Linked DNA regions of Mus musculus: region 1 is linked to region 2. A link is a contact called in public promoter capture Hi-C data. All regions are on one chromosome and are shown on one strand. The core of a region is the stretch at or near the end of the contact, and the rest is flanking DNA. Distances in the headings are between cores, read along the strand shown.

Region 1 (4,518 bases), core at 915-3,414, 250 kb after region 2:
GGAAGTGCTGTCTTGACACTGGACTGCACGTATCAAGTGCTGCAGCCCTGCTGGAGGGACTGGCCATCTAGGGCTGGAGACCGACCAACGTGATGGGATCCAAGGCTCTCACTAACAGGAAATGGACAAATCAGCAAAATCAAACTAGTCAAACTCATCCCCCACCTGCTGGGTGACGGTGTGCCAGGCGTTGCCACTTTCCTGGGAAAATACTCTAAAGTTCAAAGACATATTTATTTCTGTGCTGCCAGAGGTGAGTGTGGGCACCTATTTCAGGCCTGAGGACCTATCAGGGTAGACGGGAGTCATAGCCTTCCGATTCTGTCAAACTACTTAAAGGTTCTGAGTGCCTTGTAAACCATTCTATTCCAATCTCTGTGGCAGTTCCCCAGATGGTCTAAACTACTCCTGTCTGTGCACTGTCCCAGCCTATCCATCCTGTCAGCCACTCGCTTCTGTCCACCCTCCTCAGCATCCACACACCTAACTTCTCTCCCCTCCCCATCCCAGGTACCCATACGCAGCAAGCGTTGCCAGCCTTCAACCTTTCCCTGACCCAACTAAGAAACCTGCCTCGAGGAGCCAATCCAACCGAAGCTTCGAAAGTATCTGAGGGCCAGAGAGTAGGTTCAGTTGCTAGAGGGCTTATGTAGCCTATACAAAGCAGTCTTCCGCTAGAACAGTATGCTAGAACCTAGATGAGATGCTGTGGACAGGGTTCTCTCTGGCCTCTCCTAGGGCAAGGAGATCTCTAAAAAAGAAGGAAATCAGCCAGGCATGGTGGCATATGCCTTCAATCCCAGCACTCGGGAGGCAGAGGCGTAAGCAGGAAGGCTTCTGCTTGTGCCAGGCCAACCACAGCTATGCAGTTAAGACCCTGTCTCAAACCCCTCCCATCATCCATCCAAAGAAGCTGACGGAAGCACAAACAGCTTCTACCCCAGTGTTCAGGAGGCGGAAATACAAGAATTGGGCTAATGTGGGCTCCCTGCAACAACAGAGACTGAAAACTGTTCAATGGGCCCCGCACTGTAGACAAGTCACCCCAACTTTCACATGAGCTGTGGCATGCACAACCACATTCACACCCACAAAAGCAATGTTAAAATTTAAAAATTTTTAAAAAATCTCAAAAGGAAGAGGGACTGGAGAGGTGGCTCAGCAGTTTGGATGCCGGATGCTTTCCCAGGGCCAGAACTCAGCTCCCGGCTGCCTCTGACTAACACTTACACTCCAGAGGCCCTGAGGCCCTGTGAGGGCACTGATGGGCACTCCCCACACACACACATACACACAGAGTTAAAAATTATATTAACATTTTAAAAATTGATTGTAGCACAATACATTTTTTTTTTGAAAGCAAAGAGAAAAGCTGGAAAAATCCAATTTTTCCACATTCTATTTCTCTTGTCTGGCTTATGTCCCTGTCATGGTGAGGCACACTGGTGACACTTTAAAGACAGGGATCAGCAGAGGCTGTGCAGAGGAGACGCATGACTGACCACACACCATGAAGCTGCCTCTGTACAGAGCAGACAGTTGTGACTGGTCCTTAGGAACCCACTACCAGCAAAAATCCCCAGTCCCTCAGGGCTCTGCAGGGAGGGAAGCTATTCTTTCACTCTGGGATAAGCATGGGTTCTCACACGCTGAACATCTCTGTTGGAGTCGCCAGAGAAGCCTGGGTACTACTGAGTGGTGAAATGCTGTCCACAGACCCTACCTTAGAACCCCAGCAGAAATCAATGCAGAGGGGAGAGGAAAAGGGAGAGATAGTTGTGACATGACCAGTGTGACAAGCTGGCAATCCTGAGAACACAGCTGTCTTGTGCTACAAGCCTGACCAGTGTCAGCAATCTGAAACAATGCCCAGAGCCCCAAAACAAACACAGAGGAGCTTGATGGCTTTGAAACTGCTGAGGTACAAAGGAGAGTTCCTGGACATACTTCTCAGCTTCAGTCAATCAGCAATGCTACCTAACAAAAGACATTTTCTAGGTCCACACTGTTTGCTTAAATTATTTTGAAGTGCACATACAGTCCATGCCAATGCAAACACCTAGTTCTTCTGGGCCTTCAGGAGATGCAGTCATCGCACTGCATCAAACCCAGAGTCCCCTGCCTGACAAACGTTTTCTGTACAGAATGTGCCAGGCTGCCGGGTGGGCGGGGCTCATGCTCCTCCCTCTTGCTTCTTCCTCCTTGGTCATGGGTTCTCAACTGCTACAGGTGAGTGAGGAGTCTCCCTCCACACCTGACACAAATGTACATACAGACCGTGTGCACAGGACAACCAATACCATTCATCAAAATGTGCTAGAAACACCCGACTCTAACTGGGTTCTGGCCACGGCCTACTATTAAGTGCCGTGGAAAGGTGGCAGGCACTGGTGACTACTGTATTATTCTCTGCAACTATGGAAGTCCTAGAGCAGGGATGGGATGGGGGGTGCTGAGAAGGACTGAAGTTTGATTCCAAGCCCGCCCATGGTGGCTCACAGACATCTCTAACCCAGGGCCTTGGCTGTCTCCCTTGGATTTTGGGTTGCTAGTGGTTGTCACCCAAACTCTTGTCCTGCCTCAGCTTCTAGGCCTGTGTGGCTTTAGATGGGTTTCTCTTGTAGGTGACAGGGTCTGTCTGCGTGGCCTCCCTGGCCTGGAACGTGCTGCATATCTCAGGCTGTCTGCCTGCTTCTGCCTCCTCAGAATTGGAGGTGTGAGCTACATAACAAGCCTTTGTCTTTCTTCTTAAAGGTTTTTCTTTGTGGGTGGGGGTGGGAAAAGGGTTAACTCTGCAGAGTTGGCTAGACGAGGCTGGCCTCCAGTTCAGAGATCCATCTACCTCTGCTGAGACTAAAGATCTGCAACCACGATGCCTGGCCGCCGCACATCCTTTTTTCTTTCCGTCCTTCCTTTTGGTTTGCTTGCTTGCTTGGCTGACTGGTTTGTAATTTCTATGTATGAGTTTTTGCCTGAGTTGGAGTCTATGCAAACTGCAGCAATGATGCTCTAGGTGTGTTTGAGAGCACAGCTTAGGCTCTGGACTTTCTTACACACACCAACAGCTTCGAGTCAGCCATCATCTAGAGAATGACAACCGCGATACAAGGTTAGACGCCATTCGTGTGACGCAACACTCAGACGTACAACTCTGATCCTATCCTATCCTTCTCTCTTAACCTTCCTATCTAGTGTGAGGCTGCTCTTCCCTCTATGGAACGCACGGCTCCTGACCCCACCCTTCTAACCTCTCTGTCTTTTCTCCTCACACCCCACATCCGTTGTGCGCTCTTGCTGAGGAGGCCTCTCTGCTTCCACTGCTCTCTGTTCTATGCAGGGCAGAGTGACCATGGCGTCCTTCACGACATCCCTAAAGCTTTGCCACCTGATTTCTGCCCTGACTTCACACTGTACTCAGCCTCGCCTCCCCTGCAGCACCCCCACCTTGTTCTCACTCCTTGAACCCACCAGGCACATCTCTACCTCGGGGCTTGAACTGGCTGTCTCTGAGCCTAGCATCCTACACAGCCTCTGTAGAACAGAGCCTGCCAAAATTAGCAGGCCGGCCGCTGAGACTGTCCCCACTCTATAGAGCATGCTCAGGAAAAAGTAGAGCCAGAGACTGCACCCTCTGCAGGACAATCAGGGAATGGAGGACAGCTGCTTCAGTGACTACAGAGACTGCACCCTCTGCAGGACAATTGGGGGACGGAAGACAGCTGCTTCTGTGACTTCAGGGACTATACAAGCTTTTGTCACAGTAGCAATTTCAATGCCAACAAAATCTGAACCCAGGAGATCAGAGACGTTCTTCAGGAATCTCCTCCCTCCCTGACGACGGAGAGAAAGCTTACCAGGCCAAGGTGTTTACTGGGGCAGGAGTAGCACCTGCCTGGCTCCTCCTCTAAAATGCTGAGGAGCCTGAACAGGGCAGTCATAAATCCCTAGAACTACTTGGTTACTAAGACTACCCAGGAGAGCTGCAGAGGGGCCCTTTCATGAAATCATTAGCCAGCTAGTGACACTAACTGTCTCTGGTAAACTGTCACACGCTGGGCCTACTTCAACTGGCCCTCCCCTGACTGCTCCTTATTACTATGCTAACCTTCCTTTTTGATATAGGGTCTCTCTCCCTATCTCTGGCTGTCCTTGAACCTTTACTCACACTCACACACACTCACACTCTCTCTATATATGTGTGTGTGTGTGTGTGTGTGTGTGTGTGTATAAAATCAGGTTGGTCTCGAACTCACAGAGATCTTCTTGCTTCTGCCTCCAGAGAGCTGGGATTAAAAGTGTACATCGCTATTCCAGGCTAGTACGTTAAATCTGTGGCTGCTTCAAAGCAGATAAGAAGATTTGAGTCGTGGCCGCTGTACCCACAGAGTAAAAGACCGGCTCAGCCCCAACAGTGCAGACAGCATGAGCACATTGTGGGTCACACCGACCCTTCCAGTGCTTCGTCCGAGATTAATGCTTGTATGCTTTAGCTAGCCCCAGGGTACACCAAAAGGCTCA
Region 2 (4,721 bases), core at 1,035-3,534:
CCTGTAGGCTAAACACTGCCAGCTTCCAGGGCAAAGGATCATTTCTGGGGATGGTAGAAGGCAGATGAGAACGGTATCCCCCGCCCCAGGAGGGCGGGCGTGCAACGCAGGGCTGAGCAGAGACTCAGCGCACAGGTCCCAAAGATCCCACCCAAGACAAGAAGCTGACCAAGGCTGGGGGGTTCTTCCAGGAAGCAATCTACTCAGAACCAACACCCACAGCACACTACTGCCTGCCCAGGGCCTGCAAGGGTTCTCTGCGATGGTCTCCCACAACCTCCATGGGAGGCTCTGAGCTTCTACTGGGAGCAGCTCAGGAAAGTTCCCAAGTTCTCAGCTCTTCACCAAAGGCCTGTCACCTCCTCCCATGCACAGGAGACTGAGCCCAGGGGAAAGAGGGCCAAGACCAAGCCACCTGAGAGGTAGGGAGCTGTCAAGTGGCTACCCAGGAAGACAGCTACCCAGGGCTGCTTAGGTGTTAGGCTGAGGTGGAGAGACCCTCTAGCAACACTAGGTGCTTAGCAGGGTCACCCTCAGAGTACTGGCCTTTCTGCCTGCCCTAAGTCCCATCCAGAATCCAGAGTAGAGGGGGTGGAAGGTGGAGGGGTGGGGGTGGCACACACACACCTCCCGCCAGACTCACAGCAAGGGTGGCATCACACTGCCACTATGGCTTGCGGCACCCTAGCCCTGAAAGCCAGTTCAGAGGGTGTCCCCAAAAGCCAGCTTTCTCTCTAGCCAGGGGCAGCCGATTGTGAGACGATCAAGGAGAAGAAACCAGGTACCCCCTGCAGAAAGGATTGTCTGACAACGAGTGTGTCGCTCAGGACCTAGGGGCAGAGGGCGCTCGTCCTTTGGGCTCAGGACTCCCCGCCGCTGTGCCGCTGCCCCAGCTCAGCACAAACAACCACGCAGCGCCGGGTGCGGGGTGCGGGGGCGCAGCGCACAGTCAGGCCTCCACCTCGGCCCCGCCCCCGCGCGGGGAGGGGACACGGTTGCCCGCGGGCTCGGGGAAGCGACCCTGGAGCAGGGACCTCCCCCGCCACACGCGCGCTCACACAGAGCCCTTAGAGACGCTCGGTTCACCAGGGTTTCAGAGAGGGTTCGGTCCCAAGTGTCCAGAGAAAGCCTGACCTCAGGTCCCGGGGCTGCGGAGAGACCCCAGACCTGCAGCGCCACCGCAAACCACGGCGGCGGCTGCAGGCGGGAGGCGCTTCGGCTCCAGCCAGTGGCGAAGGTGGTGCCGGGGCTGGATGCGGTTCTCAGAGCAGGGAGCCTCAACACGGGGCTGGCGCTGCCCTCTGGCCGAGGACCACGGCGCAAAGGCGCACACCGCGCCCCGCGCCCCCACAGCCTAGCCTCTCCGCAGAGGGGACGCGCGGCTGTCACCGTCCCCATCGGGACCAACTCCACCTGTCATCAGTGCAGCCCCGTCACAGCCCCCATCCCACTTTCCCCCAGACCCGCAGACAACACTGCCCCATCCCTGAGGGGGCAGCGGAGGGGCGGCCCCAGCCCGGAGGGAAGCCCCTGTCCCTGGGTCCTGCGCCCTCCTCCTGGAACTAGGGAGAGCTCGCAGAGGCCACCTCCTCAAACGCCGGGGTCCCCGCCGCAGCCCGCGCTCCCGGAGGCCGGAGGGCATCGTCCCCTCCGCCCGTGCCCCTCGGGCCACAACTCACCGCGCATCGGCGAGGTGAACGCCACGGCTAGGGGTCGGCTGCGCCCGGGAAGTGCAGGGAGGCGGCGGCCAGCTCTTAGCTGCTCGCGGTGCCGGGAGCCCGGGCCGCGGCGGGTGGCGCTGACGCTGCGGACCAAACCGGGCGCCGAGCCGCCGGCGGTCCCGGGCGCGGCGGGGAGGAGCTGGCGGCCGCTTTGGCCGGAGCCTCGGAGCAACGAGCGGTGGCGCTCGGCTGCTGCTCCCGGGAAGCTGGAGCTGGGAGCGGCCGCCACGGTGCCCGTGCTGCTGCTGCTGCCGCTGCCGCCGCCGCCGCCGCCGCGGAGCCCGAGAGCGCGGGCGAGGCGGTGCGGGGCGCTGCGTGCGCCGAGGATCGGGGCTGGGGAGCGAGCGCAGCCGGCCGGGGTGCGGGCACCTGACGGCGGCGGCGGCGGCGAGGAGAAAATGGGAGCGTGCGAGCCTAGCACAGGGAGCCGAGCGGCGCGGGAGGGGCGCGAGCGCCGGGAGCGCGGGCCGAGGGCCGAGGGGGCCGCACGGCTCCCGGCGCCCACCGCCCTGCCGCACCGCACGCGCGAGCCCAGCCCGCAAGTTTGCGCCGCGAGTGCGGGGCGAGCGCACCACGCTTCCGCCGGCCTTTTAAAGAGCGAGAGCCCGGGTCCACCCCCACACACCCGCACCTCCACCTCCGGAAGCTGGGACTCGCCACCCCTCCACGCCCTCCCCGCCGGCGGCTCCCGCTCCCTCCGCACCCGGTTGTCGCCCGCTCCCGGAAGCCTCCCCTCTTACACTCCTCCTACCCACCCCCCAATCAGCCCCGTGAGCGCGCCATCTCACTACCCGGGCACCCCAAAGACGCGGCGAAGATCCCTCCTCACCCACACAAGTCGAGGGTCAGGGAACCCAGTTTCCCGTCGCACACCCTGCAAAGTACAGCAGAGCCTAGGGACCCTTAGGGGCGAGCCGTACCCACTCGGTGCGTCACTGGAACCCCCCACCCGCGGGGCCGCTTCTCATAGCCGCGCACACACGTGGCGTGTGCCCCCCTGCGGCATGCTCATTTGCACATTTCTGTCATAGCATGCCAAGGAAGGAAACTGAGGCCCAGAGACGTCAATCCACCTGCCCAGGTCTCACGATCTGTGGAGAGGAGCGCTTTTACCCTGAAGCACTAACACCCCAGAGCCCCCAAAATAGGGGAGCAATTTACACACACACACACCCGATCCACTGAACACGGTGTAACAGGTGGCCTGAACTAGCCCCAAGAAGAGTTCCTCAGCTCAAGAGGTTGGCAGCTCGCTGCCCCCTTCCCCTCGCGTGGGCTTTGATGATCCCGGAAGGGTGCCTTCGAGGCAGGCCTAGAGGAAGGCAGGGACAGACCACGCAATCCTTGAAGAGCTGCAAACAGGCCCAGACTGCAGAAGTGGCTTCCCCGGGAGCCCCAAGAAGTGGCGAGCCTCATCCTGGGTGCTACCGTGCTGGGGAGCCAGGGGAGTGGGTGGCTGCTAACAGCTGGAGAGGGGGCCAGGGCGCAGAGTGCCACCTGGTGTTCACTGTGCCCAGGCCTGAGACACTCCGCCATCCTGACTGCTAGACCCCCTGATTTCCAAAGAACCTAGAGGAATGCTTGGGAGAGTCCAGGACTAGCAAGGCCCGAGCTATCTCTGTCTGCTTCTCTCCCTGATCCCCTACCAATGCAGGCCTCCATCGCCAGCTCTCCAGACCATGAAGGCCAGCGCGGTGACTGTTCACCACCGTTCATGCAGTGCCTGGCCCCGGGCCTGGACCCCATTGAGCTTAGGAGTGTTTGGTGTATGAATAACTGTTGTCAAACTGTGTACTCTTGTTGTTGTCACATGGAATGACCCAAATACATGTCTCCTTTACCAAGTCGGCCCGCGGTTTCTGAGAGAAGTGTGCAGATTGTTCGTTCATCTATGCTTTGTCGTGTGTAACTGACACCACTCACAGCGACAGGGCCATCTCCACGTCCCTGGGTCCTCATCCAGCCCCTGGGTCCTCCTACAAAGCCAGCATAATGGAATTGGGCTGCCTTTCTGGGCTCCTGTAAGTGGGAGCTGCCGCACTTCCCGTACAGAACATAATCCCAGCATCCTTTGGTTGGTTGGATAGATGGAGCTGAAAATTACACGGGCCCTGGTTTATTGAGAACCCAAAGGACCACATCAGACACTCCCTACCCCTGCCCCTCAGTATCGCCTCTACTCTGGCCATAATTATCCCCCACCTCCCACCAGCTGTGTTTCTAAAGGCTGTGTTTTTCAGCGATTAAAAAAAGAAACTGCTGCTGGCAGATGCTGAGCCTGTGGCTGGGCCGGAGAGCCTGTAAGTCCCCAGCCAAGACCTACATCTGCCAGACAGCCATGACACCTCAGACCACTGAAGCCCGGTGTATTCCCCCATCAGCCCTTAGCCATGGGCCCCAGGTGGCCTGACTCCTCATCCAGTTTGCTCTTTGTGCCCATCATGGAGAAGAATGGACAAGCACACATGCCCTCCCCTGGTATCTTCTGCCAGGGAGCCAGCCTCAGTGGAGGAATGATGGCCAGAAGTGACTTCCCAGGAGTCACGCAGTGCCCTGCCTGGACCTGCTTTTCCAAGGTCTCATTCAAACCACTATCTCCTAAGAACCAACTGCAGACCCTGGACCTCAGAGCTGGTTCAGGCTGGATGGAAGGGGGACAGGGCTGGGTCCTCTTTGCTGAGAGCCACTGGATGTGGGGTCCTCAACCTTTGTGAGCATGGAGTTCTCCATCTGTCTGACCTTTGACTGAGTTGAGGGTGCCTCTCAAGATTCCAGAGTGGGTAAAGCCTCGTTCCAATACCCTTTGAAGAGGTGGGGAGGCCACAAGGGCCCATCCCTGAGTCTTCTTGATGCGGAGGAAGGGTACTTAGCTCTGCCCTACGGGTTCAGGACTGTGCCCTGGAAGTTGTTCCTGAGATCTGACCTAACTCCTTCCTGCTGCAGCAGATTCTTTCCTTCTTCGAGCTCGTATTTTGTGGTTTGGGTTTTTTTCCTCTTTAA

Evidence for each region. Promoter capture Hi-C pulls out the DNA fragments that hold promoters and counts their contacts.
Region 1: a contact with region 2 is called in a promoter capture Hi-C map of the C10 cell line, with 2.5 times the contacts expected there. The contact joins the enhancer-like site here to the promoter of Grm4 in region 2. A contact is called at or near these places in 1 of 39 promoter capture datasets (the C10 cell line), 1 of 15 datasets of contacts at CTCF or cohesin (large pre-B cells), 5 of 484 Hi-C or Micro-C datasets (embryonic stem cells, granulosa cells, nephron progenitors and 1 more), 1 of 115 datasets of contacts at active chromatin or transcription factors (embryonic basal ganglia) and 1 of 9 other capture datasets (adipose tissue).

What each region holds. Positions count from the first base shown.
Region 1 is chr17:27,758,222-27,762,739 of GRCm38.p6, forward strand. All of the region lies in intron 4 of Ilrun (inflammation and lipid regulator with UBA-like and NBR1-like domains), which reads right to left. Among named protein-coding and RNA genes, the nearest start is that of Spdef, 32 kb to the left of the region's middle. Within about 2 kb of position 2,165, at least 36 of the 459 cell types and tissues checked have an H3K27ac peak or open chromatin away from gene starts, as enhancers often do.
Region 2 is chr17:27,511,113-27,515,833 of GRCm38.p6, forward strand. Grm4 (glutamate receptor, metabotropic 4) reads right to left here and starts at 2,285. Exons shown (of 11, transcript NM_001291045.2): 1 at 1,680-2,285.